3 separate regions of the Mus musculus genome follow, and all the other regions are linked to region 2. Evidence: chromatin contacts called from public Micro-C data. All regions are on one chromosome and are shown on one strand. The core of a region is the stretch at or near the end of the contact, and the rest is flanking DNA. Distances in the headings are between cores, read along the strand shown. Region 1 overlaps Sv2c (synaptic vesicle glycoprotein 2c). Region 2 overlaps Iqgap2 (IQ motif containing GTPase activating protein 2). Region 3 has its middle 15 kb from the start of Gm32640.

Region 1 (2,700 bases), core at 182-2,681, 190 kb after region 2:
TTCTTCTCTCTCTTCCCCTTCTCCCCTCATGGCCATGACTGGCCCCTCCCTCTCTCTTTCTACCTTCCCTCCTTTTCCCCTGTCTTTCTACAATAAAGCTCTAAAACCATAAACTGTCTCTGATCATGAATGCCTACTGTGCTTGAATGATGGGGTAGGCTTTCTCCTAACAAGCCACGTCTGACCTCACACCGGAAGGCCTTCCTGAGCTGCAGCCACTGACAGGACCAAGGACTCTCGTTTAAGCCCCTTCTCCCCCTGCCTTCTTCCCTTATCTCTGGGGCGAGTGCTGCCCCAGGGCCCCTATTCTGTTCTCAACTCCTCCTCTGTATCCAATGTGGGATGCTAGAGACTGAGAACCTGGTACCTGGGGCTGTCCCTTGTCCACCACCTGCCGTGTGGTGTCAGTGGCTTTACACAGCCAGATGCCCACCCAGGGCTGTGTGGAAAGCGTCTGCCAGTCCTCCCGAGTCCGCCTGCCCAGAGCACTGGAACTCTGGCGGGACCCCGGTTCTCTCCCACCCACCTCTTTCCCTAACACCCACGGCCCCGCACACATGCACAGTTCTGATTTTATTGCTCTCTAGGGGTCTAGGCATTGGTATTTTTCAGAAGTCCTAAGGGACTGCAAGGTATGCCCAGGAGTGAGGACGTTGTTATCTTCCCAGGGAGGGGTGCTTTTTAAAAGTTGACTTGGGTGTACTGTTAAACACCAGAGGAAATAACAAAAGAAAACACGCATTTCCCCTCTGCCAACACATCATTTTCTCTCCGAATCCTTTCTGCCTGTTTCCAGTCATGCAAATTATCACAAGCAGAGCTTTTATACAATTTTTCTTTTTCTTTTCTTTTCTTTTCTTTTCTTTTCTTTTCTTTTCTTTTCTTTTCTTTTCTTTTCTTTTCTTTCTTTCTTTCTTGCTTTCTTTTCTTAAATCACTCACATAAGGCTTTGTGTCATGTTGTTTGTGTTTGACTGTTTCATTTAGTATGTAACCACCATTTCTCTAACTGCACCCTTGGCTAGTGAGGCTTCCAAGCTTAGGTTAACATCTATGATACTGCAATTAACACTCAAATACATAACAGACTTTGTGTTCATTAGGGAACGTTGGGCAGGATGGAGCAGCCAGGAAAAATGGTGAGGATGCTGCCTGGTGGTGACTGGCAGCTGCAAGATATGCTGCGGCTATGAGATGGGTGAGAGGAGGGGGGCGAAGGGAGGAGGGAGGAGGAAAGAGAACAATGATGAGAGGAGGCTACCCTTCCTAGTGTGCTCCTGCTTCTTTTGTTTGTTTTTGTTTTGCTTGTTCATTTGTTTTCAAGACAGGGTTTCTCTGTGTAGCCCTGGCTGTCAGGAACTCATAGATCTGCCTGCCTCTGCCTTCCGAGTGCTGGGATTAAGGGCCATGTGCCACCACTCCCAGCTGTGCTCCTGTTTCTGTTTGCTTTTATTGTTGCGTTTGTTATTTTTGTATTGAGAAGAAACAAGTCATATACAGTACTCTAACCACCCCTACCCTTCCCACCTCCACCTTCGGTTCTGTTGGTTCAGGTGGTGCTTTGTTTTGTTTTAGACACAGTCTCTGTGTAGCCCAGACTAACCAATAACAATTCTGCCACAGTTTCAGAGCATGAAGACTCCAAGTCACGAGCCACCAAGATGGCTCCTGCTCCTGTTCAGCCTGCTTTTCACATGTCCTATCTAGTTATTTTACCAAGTACCATCAGCTTCTCCCTAACCATCAGCTTCTCCCTAACCATCAGCTTCTCCCTGACCATCAGCTTCTCCCTAACGATCGTCTCCTCTCTCCTGGCTCCTCAGGGTTCCTTCCTTGAGGCTTCTGCCCACACCGATTCTCTCAGACACTTGCCTGCTGCAATCCGGGGCATCTGCTGGCCTGAAGTTAGCCTCCCAAAGGCTGGCTACATCTGCAGGGGCTGCGCAGTCCTTGCAGCTGCTCACCGCGAGTCCTGAGTCCTCCGCAGAGGCATAAGGATGCCTGGGGTACTCAGTAAATGAGCAACTTCCTGGCTGCTTCCAAGTATGTCAGAAGTAGATTTTCGAAGCATTTATGTGGGCCATTTTGGACCTTTTCTTAGGTATTAGTTGGATGATGTCTGTTTATTTGACTCTAAAATACCATCTTGCTTTTTTTTTTCCACCAGAGAAAATGGCAAGCCTGAATTCTCAATTCAGAACACAGAATGCAGTTGCTTGTTGTCTCTGTGTGAGCACTGGGGACTGAACCCAGACCCTCGCATATGGGAGTCAGGGAAGCCATTCATGAGCTGTACCTGCCCCTCCACAGCTTTCTGATCTTTAACGGGGAATATTTGTCTTACTGAGAAGAGTAGCATCGTCCTCAAGGAGGCTAGATGCCAGCCTGAACCCCCACCAACCTGCCTTCCTCACCCCTCAGGGTGTGGAAAGAGTTCCCCACAAGCTGGGCTGAGCAGTCTCCCTAGACTCCAAGTGGCTGTCCATGTCATCCCAAAAGTCCCTCTGCCATCAAGGGGCTTCCGGTTACTTTTTACAGGTCCCTGTTCCTCGCTCCTGCCGAAATAAAACATTCCCATGAAACCCAGGCAATAATGAGAGCCTTTGTGTCTCATCACTGAATCTGATAAACCTGACTAGAAAGTGTGTGCCAGGGCCAGGGTGAAGAAGAAGAGAGCAACCAGGAATGCTGGGCAGCAAAG
Region 2 (2,700 bases), core at 190-2,689:
GCTTCTGTTGGGTGCCAGGCTCTAAATGGCCTTCTGCTTAAAAGCAGGGTGACAGGCTGAAGAAAACTGTCATTACTGAGAACTATTTAATCATGTTGCCTGCTGTGTATACCACTATATTACACCATGATATACTAACCGTCCATGACTATGTATATATGATGCATTATGCATGTGTGCATGTAGAACCCTAACTATATATGATTTTACATATAGTAGTGTGGCTATAACTATGGTTACATGGTGACTTTTATGTAATGTGAATGTGCCACATTCATACACAACTGTCCCTTGGTATCTATAAGGGATTAGTTCCAGGACACTCCTGAATCCCCAAATCCATAGATGATCAACTCACTTCTATGAAATATTTACATATAAATATTTGCATATGCAAACATGAAAAGGATCTACATGGTGCCTCCTCTCCCTTATGTTAAATTGCCTCTGGAACACTTTAAATACCTGATGTAAGTATACATGCTTATAGTTCATGGCTTAGGGAACTCTAAAAAGAAAAGTCTATCTATGTTTGGAGGATCCTTTCCCAGGAATATTCTTGAGCCAAGGGTGGTTGGATGTACAGGCACAAGACACATAGAGATGGAGAGCCAACCACATCATTACGTCAGTATGAGGTCATCATTCAATATCTATCACCATAGTTACAGATATCTATCCAAACATTCTCCTTAGTAGGCTATGAAAGACACTGGGAGGTGTGCTCACTAATGAGGTGAGCTGGGCATGAAGACGTGATTTTTCCCTGTGTGCCCTTCCTTTGGACCTTTTAAATGCAAAAAAAAAATGTGTGGATATGGGAAATAAACCGTTACAGCCCTTAATTAAGGTGCTATCCACCCTGCACATAGGATATAAAAAAGAAGCAAAATGTTCCCCTTTTATCTGAGCTAGAGCAAAGCCAGCCAGGTCCTGCTCTCCAGCCATTCGTGCTCTCCTTACCCGTCCTTCCCAAGGCCTCTCCAAGCAGCTCAACCTGAAGCAGCTCACCAGGGGGCAGCATTTACTGCTGGGTGAGCTGCTTCTACTTCTTGATTTTACATAGAGATTAATAATTAATGACAGCCCTGCCACCCAGAGTACCTTTCTGGGACCAAAGTCACCTGGAGAGTGTCTTCTCTGTCACATGTCTCTGCCCTGGAGTCTCCATATATCTTGGCTCAGGGAGTATAGACTCTGAGCTGGGCTGGGCTGCAAGAGCCCTGGGGGGACTACAGGCCTCACACCTTGGAAATCATCTAATATTGCTGTAAGTTAATAGGCTGCTTTTTCCTGTCAGTTTTTGTTGTTGTTGGTTTTTGTTGTTGTGGTGGTTGTAATTTGTTTGTTTGTTTTAACCATCTACCTGCTTTGAGAGGTCATGAAAGCAGAGAGGAAGGCTGGCACAGCCTGGAGCTGGCAAAACAAGTCTCTTTAGCACAGTTCAACCAGGACCTGACACCTTAGTGGCTAACTGCCATGGATTCTTACCAAGAGCTTCCACCATGTGGAGACTTTCCAGACAATGAGGTATTGTGTCCCTTATCTACAATGTCATCGTTGGCCTGCATTAAGCAGTCATCAGAAAGAAAATTTGTTCTTGAGGCATCTTCTTACAGACAGAGGAAATGGAAGCCCATATGCACCTTCTCCACCCCACCCCATGGGGAAAGGCAGCAGGTTTCTTCTGAGAGAAGTGACCAGAAAATAAACATCTAAGTCATAAGAAGTTCAAAAGGACATCTCTACAACTGGATGCTATGCCTAGTTAGAAAGAAAAGTCAGGACCAGCCAGATGGCTCAGCTGATGGAAGTCCTTGCTGCCAAGAGTGACAGGATGAGCTCCACTCCTGGAACCATGTGGCAGAAGGAGAATGACTCCTATAAGCTCTCCTCAGACCTCTGCTTTGATTCTGTGTATGTGCACACACGTGCACGCACGCTCGTGTGTGTGTGTGTGTGTGTGTGTGTGTGTGTATGTATGTATGTATGTTTGTGTGTGTGTGTGTGCCCATGTGTGTGTCTCTGTGTATAAATAAACAAATTTAAAAGAGAAAAGTGACAGACCAGGAAAAAAAAACCCAGATGGATTAATGCCCCCCACACACACACACAAAGAAACTGGCTAAGATAAAGATTGTGCTGTGCTGTGCTCACACCCTGGGGATTACCTTTATGCATGACACTAAGGTTTCTAGCTCCATTGCATAGAGAAATGACCAAAAGAGTTTCTGCAGGGAAGAAGCCTGCAGAAGAGCCCCTCTTTTGAGAGCGGCCGGAGTAGGAGGTTTGCCATCACCTCCAGGCTTCTCCGACTAGCCTTAGGTAAATCCCAGTGTCACCCACAGGCTTCAGCTTCAGTAAGGTATTTAGTGACCACACAGAAGAAGGCTGAGACCATGTGACAGTCACACGAAGGCTTGAGGGAACAGGAGCTGGTTATAAGAGACCTCTACTCTACGCGGGCTTCTTAGGTTTCAGGAAACATGGCTTGAGGGATGGCGCAGCCAGCTCTGTACAATAACAAATCCTGCTGCGAGGGTGTTCTGGGCTCAGCTTGGGTTTCACAATGCCCCTCCCCGCCCCCAACTTCCTCATGCTGGTTATGGATAAGCTGCAAGAGCCGAACCGGGCTAATTCACAAGCTACACATTCATGGACCTTACTTCTTCTCAACAGATACGCATGACATAGATTTCT
Region 3 (2,700 bases), core at 34-2,533, 210 kb before region 2:
GTATTTAATCTCTGGCCCACCCTGAGTAAGTCCTATGCACCCATTTCCCTGGATAAACAGTTTGGACAAGCAAGGACTGTCTCTCTCATTAAAGACGACCATGGCGGGAGGCCTTCTTCATACAGAGCTGTGCCTAAGTCTCCTGCAGAACTTAAGCCTCTGTGCACTCCTGGCACTCACCCTGCACTAAGCTGGATGGCTCCCCCATATCCCCTGCCCCGTTCTGGGCTCATCTCAGGCCCACAGGCCCCCATTCTCAGCTCCTCGATTCCCAGTGGCATTGCCCAGGAGTTTGAGAACCACAGCCTCCATCCCAGCCCACACAGTTTCTCACCCGGAGAAACATGGGCTGAGGCCCCTATCTTAGGCTACATTTTGTCTCCCCTGAGCGGCATGTCCGTATCCTGTGAGCCTGGCACCCAAACAGGGAAAAAGGAAATGTAGCCTAGAGTTTCTGTATTTTGACTTCCCAAGAGGTGTTCTGACAATCCAATGCAGGAGAGAGGCTCACTCTGTGAACCCGATGCTGGCCAGCAGCAGAGGGAAGAGTCATGGGGCGTGTGCTCCTCCAAGGCGTTGCCATGGATATGTCAAATCCATCTCCCTGTCTCAGCTGTCACTCGGTGCTGTCTAACTGCAAACAGCACCATGGAATGTGCTGCACCAGACTGGCAGACTGCCTCTGAACCACACGCTGACAGTTCTGGCACACGAGAGTAGATTGTAGGAGAAATTCCAGCTCCACCATTGAGTCAGTCTTTCCTCTGTGGATTTGTGAGAGTCGCCCTTCATTCATGAAATTTTCTTCTTTTGCTATCTCATCTGGTAACTTGGAGCAGAACACATTATTGACATTCTTAGCTCTCCTTCAAAATTATGCACAAATTTCAGATATGTAACGAAGTCGAAATGACACGGCAGACCACAGTGAGATCTGGAGAACAGGAACTGACAGAGAGCCACTGAAGAACTGTGACATTTCACCACTGGACACTTCAGTCTCCATGAAAATGAGGATGTTCTATAGAGGTTAAAGTGTCAGTAGAAAGAACATTACTAATGATGTGCATAACCCATCTGATCAAGCACTCATTTAAGTACCCAAAAAACTGTTATATAAGTTTTGGACATCATAGTTCCTGTTCACCCACTTAGCTACTTTGATGTATGCCATTTAAGGCCCAGAGGTTTTGTTTGGTTGGTTTGGTTTGCCTCACCCAGGAACGGTGTCCAAGAAGGTGTAATTTTCGAAAAGGACAGTAGGTGGCAGAAGAGGACTGTTTTGCTGTTTGCCAGTGCAGAGTTCTGCAGAGTTGGGTATACCGGGAGGTGGGGAGAGTTATAGGTGTAATGCCATGGCCACATAGGCACCTGTGGTTTTGGGGTACACTCAGAACTTCACAATGCCACTATTTCCCTATGAGATGCTCTAAGGACTTGAAAGCAACATTGAATTTTATTTCCATTGAACAGCTAGCTCGAGAGGTACACTATCCTTGTGGAATGATTTTAAAAACTGCTGTGAAATCAAATAAGCAGAAAGCTATAATCAATGGAGCTAAACTAACTACTGTACTTAAAGGAAACGATGATAGTCATCTCTTAACCATACCTTTCTTCAGAGACCACCTGGCATGTCAGAACCCTTGTTGAGACACACCTGCCATTCAGCTGTTACACACTGATGGTTTTAAAAAATCTACATGATCCATGGATGTGGGTACAAAAAGAAAAACAGTTGGGGGGGGAGGTTGAGAAAAGATGTTCTAAATATTTGTGGAAACTCAGAGGCTCGTTTGGGGTTGGAGTGCTAGGGATCAAACCCCGGACCACAAGGTGCTATGCTCTGCTCCACTGGAGCCCCGAGAGGGGAGAAGTTATGAACTAAAAGGAAACGTGTCCTGATAGCAGAGCAGAACTACCAGGGAGTTCTTGAGACTTTTAGCCCTGTTTAGAAGCCTGGTCCTGCTGCTTAGGTATAAGAGACAGCAGGACTGTTGGAGTGAATGAATGCTACTGAGAAGATGTGTCAGAGGAGTAACAATGTAACTCCTCCAGTCTCTGCATTGGTTTAGATCGCGGTGGAGCAAAGCCAGGCAGGAGAAAGAGTGAAAACCTTCCCTGCTAAGATCAATGATTCTCAACTTTCCCCTCCTATGGTCACTTTTGTTGTTGTTACCTTGTTTGCTTGATGGCAGAGTCTCCTTTTGTCGTTATGTAGATCAGGATGGGCGCAGACAGATACAGGCGAATCTCCCTACCTCAGTTCCTAAGTAATGTGATGATGAGCATGAACCACTATGCCTGCCTTTCTTACTTTAAAACAAATGAAAGTCAGAAAACAAACAAAAAAACAAAAAACCCAAACCAAAACAAACAACAGAGAGCTAAAAGCAAAGTTCACCTCTAGGGAACTCCGTGGCAAAGAACTTTCTAGGCGTGTGTGCGACTCTGAGTTCATTCCTTGGCCTCACCAAAGTTGGTCTGTTAAGATGGGGGGCTCCTCACCATGCTTTTTCTTTTTATACCCTGTATCCTTTAAAGTGGGATGTTAGAGGTTTGCAAGATAGCTTGAAGAATTCTTGTGGTTTGAAAGCCTATCCTGTTGAGTCTGGAGATAGCTAAGCAGTTAAGAGTGCTTGTTGCTCTTTTAGGGCACCTGTGTTTGGTTCTTAGAACACAAACAGGCAGCTCTCCAGG

Evidence for each region. Hi-C and Micro-C count contacts between places; a contact is called where the count stands out from the background.
Region 1: a Micro-C map of the G1E-ER4 cell line shows a contact between it and region 2, with 5 times the contacts expected there. The contact joins two enhancer-like sites. A contact is called at or near these places in 19 of 484 Hi-C or Micro-C datasets (the G1E-ER4 cell line, the HPC-7 cell line, bone marrow-derived macrophages and 11 more), 7 of 115 datasets of contacts at active chromatin or transcription factors (CD8 T cells, the HPC-7 cell line, SST interneurons and 4 more) and 3 of 9 other capture datasets (adipose tissue, liver and pancreatic islet).
Region 3: a Micro-C map of the G1E-ER4 cell line shows a contact between it and region 2, with 3 times the contacts expected there. The contact joins two enhancer-like sites. A contact is called at or near these places in 5 of 484 Hi-C or Micro-C datasets (the G1E-ER4 cell line, the N1E-115 cell line, cortical neurons and 1 more), 5 of 115 datasets of contacts at active chromatin or transcription factors (Th17 cells, acute myeloid leukemia, effector CD8 T cells and 2 more) and 3 of 9 other capture datasets (adipose tissue, liver and pancreatic islet).

Annotation. Positions count from the first base shown.
Region 1 is chr13:95,968,385-95,971,084 of GRCm38.p6, forward strand. All of the region lies in intron 12 of Sv2c (synaptic vesicle glycoprotein 2c), which reads right to left. Among named protein-coding and RNA genes, the nearest start is that of Gm24032, 73 kb to the left of the region's middle. Within about 2 kb of position 1,432, at least 12 of the 459 cell types and tissues checked have an H3K27ac peak or open chromatin away from gene starts, as enhancers often do. A contact at or near this core is called in the G1E-ER4 cell line, where this site is marked.
Region 2 is chr13:95,776,377-95,779,076 of GRCm38.p6, forward strand. The region is part of intron 2 of Iqgap2 (IQ motif containing GTPase activating protein 2); the gene reads right to left. Gm32702 (a long non-coding RNA gene) reads left to right here. Exons shown (of 3, transcript XR_382767.3): 3 at 1-1,584. Among named protein-coding and RNA genes, the nearest start is that of Gm32702, 14 kb to the left of the region's middle. Within about 2 kb of position 1,440, at least 37 of the 459 cell types and tissues checked have an H3K27ac peak or open chromatin away from gene starts, as enhancers often do. A contact at or near this core is called in the G1E-ER4 cell line, where this site is marked.
Region 3 is chr13:95,562,613-95,565,312 of GRCm38.p6, forward strand. No RefSeq gene overlaps it. Among named protein-coding and RNA genes, the nearest start is that of Gm32640, 15 kb to the left of the region's middle. Within about 2 kb of position 1,284, at least 37 of the 459 cell types and tissues checked have an H3K27ac peak or open chromatin away from gene starts, as enhancers often do. A contact at or near this core is called in the G1E-ER4 cell line, where this site is marked.